Regions from separate parts of the Mus musculus genome. Here region 2 is linked to region 1. A link is a contact called in public Hi-C data. All regions are on one chromosome and are shown on one strand. Each heading gives the region's core, a stretch centred on a gene start, on an enhancer-like site or on the middle of the called end of the contact. The rest is flanking DNA. Distances are from core to core; before and after follow the strand shown.

Region 1 (5,179 bases), core at 1,609-4,108:
GCTGGACTCCAAGGAAGGCAGCAAGAGTGGCTAGCCCCACTGTGCGCACTCATTTCTGTGGACAGTCCCTGCACAGTCCCTGGCTCCACATCGCCTGTCTTTTTCGGAGCTTTCATTTATAGGTCCATCATCAATGGGATAATTGGACTCTGCCCCCATCAAATTCCTATCCACCAAGGAGAGGGAGAGCTGAAGGCTTTCCAACAGCATTTGAAAGGGTACTGTTGGGCTTAACACCTACCTGAGCAGTCTTGCTAATAGGAAGCACAAGGCCAGAGCAGAGCCATGGGTGGTAGCTTGGCGTTCATCACTGCACTGAAATGCTGTGTCCCTGTCCACCTGTTTCGGGCTTTCCCCACTGGGGACTGACCATCTTCCTCCTGCAAAGAATCACTTGCTGCTCCACCCAGGACACCATAAAACAAACATGTAGCCAGTTCTTCTTGTGTGTGTGTTTTTTTTTAAATAGTCTACATATTTTTCACTATTTTTGTTGTTTTGTTGATTTTTAAAAGTTTATGTGGTGGGTGTTTTGCTTTCATGTACATATATGCATCACAACCATCCACAGAGTCCAGAAGAGGGTATCAGATTCCCTGGAACTGGAGTTGTGGGGGTTGGATGTGGGTACTGGGAATAAACCTAGGTCCTCTCCAAGAGCAGCTCATAACCTCTGAGCAATCTCTCCAGTCATACCTCAGACATTTTTTAGTTTAATTATTTTTACTTTAAGAGCCCCTGAAGCATGTAATCTTGAGGTTGGTGAGTATGCTGTGATTTCAATGTGCCGCCCCTACCCCCAAGTTTATGCCCTGGATGTGTACCCTTCTGTGATGTTGCATGTTGACATGCCTTTTCCATGGAGGGATGACTTTCCTAGTGGCTATTAAGAGGTGGTCAGACTGGGATCTGTCCTCACTGTCCATTCTGCAAGTGTGGGTTAGTTTGAAAAGCGACATCTGTTCTTCTTGCTTTCTCAACCAGTCTCCTGCCTTTCTGCCTTCTGCCATGGGGTGACAGTAGATGCTAGTGCTCCCTCTTGAGCTTCCAGTGCTGTAAGGAGTGGATTGCTGTTCTTTATAGATCAAGTTTAGGAGTTCTGGCATGACATCTCAGAACAGACTGTGACATAAGCATTCAGATTACCATTAAAAGAATCCATTAGCCATTGCTTCTTCCCAGCTACATGACATCTACATGTAGCCCTTGGGGATCATGGCTAGCAGAAAATAAGTGTACAGATTTGATTACCTTGATTTGGATTACAATGACTTGTTTAGGCCTTTCCTCATTCGTGTGGCTTAAGGCAGATGATTATATTTCTGTTCTCAGTAGCCTTTGGCTCCTTTGTTCTTCTTTTTAAAAAAGATTTACTTGTTTTATATATGTGAGTACACTGTACTCACACCGGAAGAGGGTATCAGATGGTTGTGAGCCACCATGTGGTTGCTGGGAATAGAACTCGGGACCTCTGGAAGAACAGTTAGTGCTCTTAACCGCTGACACCTCTCTCTAGCCCTGATTCCCTTCTTATTCTGTCCTATTCTCTCTCCACCACAGAACCACGGGTCCTAGGGACCATACTTGCTCCCTGAAGTGCCTTCTATCAACTTGCTGGACCACTTTCATGTAGAGCAGGAAGATGCCCATATTTGACAAACACCAAAATCTCTCAGTGCATGCCACTGCTTTCCCAAAGGGTGACTAACACGGCTGCGAGCACCCCATGGAACAAGCGGTCCAGTGGTGACTCTCGTCCCCTGCCAGGAGTAGAACTTTTCTTAAGCAGTAGATGAAAGTTTGTGCAGGCCCGGCCTGAGGGTCCACCTGACATCATCAGGCCTCGGAAGTAATGCCTGAACAAGCCCCATAGTAGTGGCACTACAACCACCTGACCTGGAATGCCTTCCAGGTTGCTTCTCCTTTCCACACCTGGGGCAACTACGAGATGCACCCACCAGACCACAGTCCCCATCAGTGCAGGCCTTTCAGTTTCAGTCTTGTCTCCAATAGTAGCAGAGTGCTGTGTTGGCTCCGGTGGGTATGTGGTATGTGGTGCTTCCTCTAGTTGAGTGGTCTCAGCCTTCTCCGGTAGCCGCTCATTCTCTTGAGTGACTGGCTTATCCTCGCATCCATTCAGCCAGCATTTATTTCATGCCTATTTTGGCACATCATGGTATCCTAGACACGATGCTTCAGAAAGAACTGTTCCACATCTGGTGGGAGTTCTTTCTTTCTGTAGTGGCTCCTTGGAAAGAGGAATGCCAGGCTTCACCTACCGGAAAGTGAAAGGTGGGAAATAGGCTCTTTTGTGCCCTCATTACTTGAGCATTTGCTAAACACCCTGTACCCACTGTCCTAGGAGTTTCAACTAATGACTCTGGTAGGGACCAGAGCAGCCTAGGACTCTTTCCTCAGTCACATGGAATACTTCAGAAAGGCTCCATGGCAGTTTTAGCAGTGTGGCACTCAGAACACGTGGAAAGGATGCCCAGCCTGGTTTTGGGTGTTTTTCTGTAGTAGACTCATCTCTACCTCAGCCTAATGGCATCGGTAGTGGCAAAAGGATTGGCATAGTGCTGGCTTCATGCCTTGGCTGCAGACCTCAGGGGCCCCAGATTGGCAGTACAAACTCTGTCTGGGACGCCTGATAGGATAAGGCAGTATTACCTTGCCAACCCTCTGCCCCGAGCCCTCCACCCACTCCACCTCTCTTCAGGCTTTCAGTTCTGTTAAATTTCTTTTAACATGAAAGCTTTGCCCACTCCAGTTTTCTCTCCCTCGTCCCCCACATCCGTTCACTCTCTTTGACCCTCTGCCAAACCCTCTTCATGTTCAGCCAGCCCCCCCTCTTTCCCCTCTTCCTTCCTTGCCTGGTTCAGGCTGTGTGAGTCCTCTGTGTTCAACCCCTAAGGTTACATAAACAGTACTTTGAATTTCACTTCTTTCGTTTGCTTCGGTGCTTTGTTTTCGGGTTCATTGGGGACTTCCTCTCTGAGTAATTACCACCGATCCACTTTGACTGCTCCCCACCTTCCCCATTTGTTTTGTTAAAACAAAAAACAAAAAAACCCGCGTAGATCTTCTGATATTTCTTTTTCTTTCAAAGCTGTTACCTGCCTCCCGACACATCAATCTTGTTGATTCTGTTTCAAGGCATTTTCCGGAGGCAATTTCAGCCGCCAAAGGAGCTCTGTTTCCGCCCCACCTCCCCTTCCGTTTACAGGGAGGTGAAGCTGGACAGAAGAAAGGATTAATCTCTTGGAGTCTACCGTGATCCTTCCCAGAGTTCTGTCTGTACACTGGCTGCTTCGGTGGCTCCGTGTCTTGTAAAGCTTTGTCGTGATGAAATCGAGGCATGCGTGTGAGGCGTCTCTTACTGCTGACTTTTCTATCTCTTTTGGTACCCCATCCCACTCCATTAACAAACTTTCCTTCTCTTGTGTGGTGCTCCTCCAGCTGAGACCAGAGGTCTTGGCAAATGGAATCGGTCTTTTGGCTATCACACTTGGGCCACCTCTCACCTCTGCCGCAGGCAGGTGGCATAAATGAAAGTGTGTCTGTAATTCACCCAGCATTTGATTAATGCTAACATTGATTGGAACTCACAGGTCAAAATGGAAAATTAATTCTTCTAAAGTTGCAAGTGCAATCGCTAATGAGCAGTCAGCAGACTCCCTGGCAGGGCATGCTAATTCTTTGGGCTTAAAGGTGTCAGAGGAGTAATTGCACCACAGGAGATCAGGAGCCAATTTTCCCTGGATGCTCATGGAGTCTTCCTGGTTTAACCCATGCAGCAGAAAGGTGCAGTGTGAGAGCCCACCCCACCTCCCAGTTTCTGGAAGCTGAGCCTTGTGATATAGGCCCTAGGAAACATATTTCCTTTTGATCACCAAGTCTCAGAGTTCCTATGGTAAATGTGACTTCACATGTTTGGAGAGTATCAAGACGACGCTTTCTGGAGGGGCAGCAGCTTCCCTAAGATAGAAGAACATGACCCCCTCCCTAGTCTAGGTGTGGGGCCAGTCCATTTTCATTTTGAATTTAGCTAGTGCTTTGATTTGTCTGATTACTGAGACTCTCGTTGCTATATAGCAGTTCTGCAATGGGATATTAAGCAGGGGCTTCCTGATGGAGTATCCTGTGAGAACCATAGGCTGGGAATCAGTGACCCCATAGCTGTCACACCTAGCTAGGACCCAGAACGGTGGACACCAACAGAACACCCACTTAACAAAGATGAAGTTGATATCTACACCAACAAGCATCTCAGACAGTGTAACTTCAGATGCTTGGATCCCAGCACAAATACACAAATATGAACAACTAAGACAATAAACCTCCTCTAGAAGCCAGAAACCCTATTGCAATAGCCTTGAGAAAAGCCATTCAGATGAAACACAAGATAAGGGCTTCAAAATAGTAATTATGAGTATGTCCAAGGACCTTAAAGATAATCTGAAAAATGCCTCAATAAAGATGGTGAAACCACCATCTTTTCAATGAAATTATGAAAAAAGAAATCAAGAGACAAAAGTAGATTATAACAAGGAAACAGAATCACTAAAGAAAATCCCAACTGAAGTAAAATTGGGAAGGAAAACTCAGGATGTCAAACAAAAGCCTCAGAAGTAAGCCTCACCAAAAAATCCTAGAAAAGCCAACCAACAAATAAAACCCCAAACCAAACTACCACCACCACCACCAACATCAACAAACCAGACACACACAACGGAAAGAATTTCAGGTCTTGAAGACAAGGAAGAAGAAATGGATAGCTAAGTCAAAGAAACATTAAATTTTAAAAATAAAATAAAATAAAAATCTAGGAATGAAACATTGAGAAAATCCAGGACACCATGAAAAGACCAAACCTATGAATAATGGGTGCTGAGGAAGGGAAAGAAACCCAGGTCAAAGGCACAGAAAATAAAAATTACGAAGGATGTTTCTCCAATCAAAAGCAAACGGGAAAGTATTGGCTCAGGACTCCCAAGGCCAAGTTCTCAGAACAAGCTCTCATCACAAAGGAAATTTATTTGTTCCAGATGGACAGAGGTCAGGGATAAGGGACAAAGATAGGAGATACAGGAAGATGGAGAAGGGGAAGGGAACCAAGGAGAGGGGAGAAAAGGGACAAGGGAGAGGGAGGAGGGGATTATTTGTCCAAGAAGACAAA
Region 2 (5,179 bases), core at 1,689-4,188, 99 kb after region 1:
ACTTTAGCCAAGAAACCTAAAACTGTATTCGTAATGCTTCAACTATTTAGGCCACACCCTTGAGTTTTTTTTTTCTTTCAGACTATACTGGAATACTTCAACCAGAACTTGCGAACTGGAGCTCTTTGGGCTAATTTAGTCACATATTTATTTTTGGTTGAATTTGAAAACAGAATTATTTGTCGACTGTTCAACATACTTACAGAAAGTTAGGCCTCTAATTCTCTTAAAAGACAGGAAGATGTCGCAATACTTGACATCGTTTCTTCAGAACAGTGAATGAGAGATTGCCACTGTCAAGGAGTCGTCTTCCCTTGGAAGGTGCAGGTAGCACATCACAGGGTGGAATCTAGCTGCTGACCTGATTTGCATGCCCCGCCCAGCCTTCACTCGACTTTGGCAACTGGGGCTGACAACTGTGGGAGTGGGCTGTGGTGGGTGCTGGGGCTGACCGGGATCACAGGAAACCCAGGCACTATGGGTCCAGTAGCTTTTCATTTATCCATCTTCACTGTGGTTGTACATAATGAGGGACTCAGAGGACAGACATGTCCTGGGCTCTCAGGACATCTTTTTGCTTTCCTAGATGCTTGTTCTGGGAACCATACTTCCTTTTCTGTGCCACTTCCAAGGGTGCTGCCAGATTTCATACGGTTTTGCTTCTTTCTATAGACACCACCTCAGAGGACAGCTGCTGCTAGCTCAGGCTAGGTTACAGGACTTTCAAACTTCTAGTAAGACCATGAAAGTATCAGATGCCCATCTTGTCAGTGGGTGATGCTAATTTCATGCTATACTGCTGGATCCAGTACAAGCGGCAGTCATATTTTCTATCATGCGGTGACTGGTGCCCAGCGCACGGTGGAGGGAAGGAGGAAGCCACCACATATACAGGGGAAGAACATGGCTTAGGAGAATCTGCCTGCACTAGTCTGCCCCAGCCCTTAGCCTGTAGTCCCCTAAGATTACTTTTATTTTGCACCTTTTAAAATTCTCCTAAGCTTTATTTCTCTCTTGCATCCAAAAGCACTCAGGCTATATCATCATGGACAGCAACTTTGTTCTTTGTTCTTTGCACACACACCCTTTCCCGGGTCCTGATCACCACTCATAAATCAGGCATTCTGGACCCTCTCACAATTCCCCTTGGGTGTTCCTGAGCAAAAGTCACTCACCTCCCTACCCCCTTCATAACAGACAATAGACAGACATAGGCAATAATAGACATAGACAGACAATTCTATCTTATACCCTTGCCAATACTTGTGTAAATGATACAGAGATCGGCTGGGACAACTCTATGCTCCTGGGAATTTCCAGAGACTAGCAGTCTGATAGGAACTCAGGATATCTGGAATTGGGGTGCTAAATACTGCATTCAAATCATCACTGGATGAGATCAAGTCACTCTTTCGATCATTCAATGGATATTTACTAAACACGCCGTGTGGAAGATACTACTACACTGTAAGGGACACGTGGCTTATAGGCAACCGCTCTGCTACCATGTGGTCTTTTTGCATTTGGGTTCTGTGGTCACAAAAACCACATTTAATAAAATGGCTTCATAATAATGAGAATCAATTTCCTTACCCGTGTAATGAAGTTAAAGCAATTATTTCACAGGGTTGTTTAAGAGCATTAAAACAATGCAGATATTATGTTGGCATTTAAGTATCAGCAAAATTTTTTTCTCCCTAAAAACGAAGAAAAGTGACATTCAGCTTCACAAACAACAGGGCAGCCCAACCGGCAGGAGGGGCATCCACACCACTTTGGATGCTTGCCCTGGCATCTCCCAGCTGTGCATCATCCAGCTTTCTGGACCTTTGCCTGTGCGGGGCTCGAGAGCGTTGGGAACACGAGGGGCCCACCAGGGGGCAGCACACGGTAAGAAATCTTGTACACCGACCGCAGCCCACCGCCAAACTTCCCTGCTGCTCCAGGTCCTCGTACGTACTTCCGTCGCTCTGACGCTCCCAGAACCCCGGGCATCGGGAAGGAGCGCACATTCCCCCTCTTTTGAGCCTCCCGAGGAATATTTGGAGCTGGGTTCATCAGAGCTCACCAGAGCGGGCGCTGGAGTCTTTCACCGCGCCGCCAGGGGCGCGGCGCTCGGCCAGGGTGTGCTGGCGCGTGGGCGGCGGCGTCAGTCACACATCAGTGATTCTGGAGAGGGCAGCCGGCTTCCCGAAGGAGTAGTCGCGGCCCCGGCAGCCCCCGACCCGGCCATCTCCAGCGACTTCCCTTCTCGCCTCAAGGGACACCCCCGCACCTATACCCACAGCTGTCACTTGGGCATGCTGGCAGGAGAGGGGACACAAGCAAGAGTGCTCCCTGGAGTCGTCCAGAAGGATGCCTGGGTGTCTGATGCGTCCTCCGGCTGCTCTCCAGCGCTGGCTAAGAAAGCAGTCGGGATGATGCTCCCAAACTTTCCTTCGCGGAGGCGTTGAGAAGAAACGTCCCTTCCTGAAGCTCGCGGAGAATCCAGAGTCTGGCGTCCAGAGGGGACAGGGCCAAGCCTGCGCAGGGGAAGTTCTCCGGAGCCCCGGAGGTGGCCTAAAGGGAGAAGCTCCAAGGCAGGAGAGGTGTCCGTTTCCCAACACCCCCGCAGTGACTGTGACCTCTGCGCGTCCCCCGCACATGGTCCCGCGACCCAGGGACGAGATCCGGCTGAGCTAGTTGAGCAAGGCGGCGGTGCTCTGGCAGCCCGAGGGCGCATGGAGGCGCCGAGGGGGGCGGTGCGGCTCGCCTGCGGCGCGGGGGAGCGTGCACGCCGCGCCCCGGTCTCCCTGGGGACCTGGCCGGCCTCTCCCTGCACTCCCCGCTGCTGGGCTCCCGGGCGCGGGCGGCGCGGCAGCACAGGTGTTGCCCGCAGCGGCGGTGCGCGCGCGTAGGCTGATTGGGCTCGGCTGGCTGGAGTTGCCTCGGGGCTCCGGAACTCCGGTGCCTGCCTCGCGGGCAGGCTCGGCGTGTCACTTTGCAAATCGTGGAGGCTAGTGCCTCGGGCTGTCAGCACGCGCCGCGCGGGGACCGAACCCTGTTTATTGACGGCGACTGCCCGGGCTAGGCGCAAATGCCCGCTCTCCTCGGCGGGCCGGGCTCTGGCTGCTAGACTTAGGCGGCTCGCTGGGCCCGCGCTGGCGCCTCCCCCATGCTGCTTGGGGCGTCCTGGCTGTGCGCGTCCAAGGCGGCGGCCACCGCAGCTCGGGGCGAGGGCGAGGACAGGCAGGGTGAGCAGCAGAGGGGGGCCCAGGCGAGGACTGAAGAGGATATGGACGAATCATCGCTGCTGGATTTGCTGGAATGCTCTGTGTGCCTGGAGCGCCTGGACACTACGGCCAAGGTGTTGCCATGCCAGCACACCTTCTGCCGACGCTGTCTGGAGAGCATCGTGTGCTCGCGCCACGAACTACGTTGTCCCGAGTGCCGCATCCTGGTGGGCTGCGGTGTGGACGAGCTGCCCGCCAACATACTGCTAGTGCGCCTGCTGGATGGCATCCGCCAGAGGCCCCGCACGGGTGCCAGCCCGGGGAGCAGCCCTCCCGCGCGCCCGGGCCCCGGTACGTTCTCAGCGCTCGCTGGTGGCGCTGGAGGGGCGACAGGCAGTCCCCCGTGTTCTCCGGTCTTTCTCTCAGCGGCCGCAGGCAGCTCTACCTCCAGTTTGTGCGACGTGGCGACTAATAGGAGTGTGCCAGTGGCTAAGGTAAGAATGTATCCCAGTGACATGGCGCCACTGTGTGGGAATGTGTAAGCTTGTCCGCACGTGTATGTGCAAGTAGTTTGTGATTAGAAGTAGAGGGACTAGCCGTGGATCCCCGTGGCCCACTCGTTTGTTTTATTCTTCTTTAACAACTTCTCTGTTTCCCAGGGACTCTGCCTAGCTGTCAGTTCCTACTTTACCAGTTCTTGACTACATCCCATCACATACATTCCTCTGCCCCACATCCTTACTTCAAACTTCTTGTGGGCACCTTAAGTCGCTTTCCAAGCTCAGTCCTTACATCTTCTCCCCCAAACCTGTTCATATGTGAGGCAGAACCCATCCTCTCATTAGGTGGACATGCCATCTGTCCTGCCGTTCTCTACCACTTCCATTTTGACTAGGCTGGCCGGTCCTGTATGTCTGTCTGTTGATCCATACATCCATCCACTCATCTATCTTTAACTTTGATCACCCCTCCAATTCTCCAGAAACAACCATCTTTTGCCACACCTCCTCAGTCCTGCTCTTCCCTCTCAGACCACCAATTGGGGACTTATTGCTTAATGGTTCACTGGTTCTGATCGCTGACCGGGAGTTAGCAGTCTCTTGCTGCTTAGCCGTGGAGGACAGGGGAGAGGGCAAAGTGGCAGACATTGCCCGGAGAGTAACTACAGCTGCCCCAGAAAGAAGGACTTCGCCTAAAATCTTCAGGAACACTTACTCTGTCTTACTCTTAGGCTTGGCACTCTCTAGTCAAGCTTTGCTTGTGGGCTCTTAAGCAGGGTTGCTTTCCCAGGTGGACAGTTGTTTTTAATTTTCGTTATTAGATTTAGCACGGCCGCATTATATAGACTTCACGACTTCTGTTTTTGCTGGAGGACGTTTTGTGGATGGCTGAATTTGAGTTTTCTATGGATCAGGAAGAGAGGGTCGGCAAAGACATGCAAGGAGTATGCATGCCTTCTTAGGATGGTCACTGAAGGATCAAAATTGAAATTTGGCTTTTAATTGTGATTAAATCTAGCCATTTGCTTCATTGGAAGTTCAGAAACTTTTCTTTTTTTTTCCTTTTCCATTTTTAATTAGGTATTTAGCTCATTTACATTTCCAATGCTATACCAAAAGTCCCCCATACCCACCCACCCCCACTCCCCTACCCACCCACTCCCCCTTTTTGGCCCTGGCGTTCCCCTGTACTGGGGCATATAAAGTTTGCGTGTCCAATGGGCCTCTCTTTCCAGTGATGGCCGACTAGGCCATCTTTTGATACATATGCAGCTAGAGTCAAGAGCTCCGGGGTACTGGTTAGTTCATAATGTTGTTCCACCTATAGGGTTGCAGATCCCTTTAGCTCCTTGGGTACTTTCTCTAGCTCCTCCATTGGGAGCCCTGTGATCCATCCATTAGCTGACTGTGAGCATCCACTTCTGTGTTTGCTAGGCCCCAGCATAGTCTCACAAGAGACAGCTACAT

What was found. Hi-C and Micro-C count contacts between places; a contact is called where the count stands out from the background.
Region 2: a contact with region 1 is called in a Hi-C map of nephron progenitors, with 2.2 times the contacts expected there. The contact joins the promoter of Sh3rf3 here to the enhancer-like site in region 1. A contact is called at or near these places in 1 of 39 promoter capture datasets (embryonic stem cells), 1 of 15 datasets of contacts at CTCF or cohesin (the NIH/3T3 cell line) and 3 of 484 Hi-C or Micro-C datasets (LSK cells and nephron progenitors).

The regions. Positions count from the first base shown.
Region 1 is chr10:58,711,398-58,716,576 of GRCm38.p6, forward strand. No RefSeq gene overlaps it. Among named protein-coding and RNA genes, the nearest start is that of BB019430, 17 kb to the left of the region's middle. Within about 2 kb of position 2,859, at least 62 of the 459 cell types and tissues checked have an H3K27ac peak or open chromatin away from gene starts, as enhancers often do. A contact at or near this core is called in LSK cells and nephron progenitors, where this site is marked.
Region 2 is chr10:58,810,421-58,815,599 of GRCm38.p6, forward strand. It overlaps Sh3rf3 (SH3 domain containing ring finger 3), which reads left to right and starts at 2,939. Exons shown (of 10, transcript NM_172788.3): 1 at 2,939-3,706. The coding sequence starts at 3,155.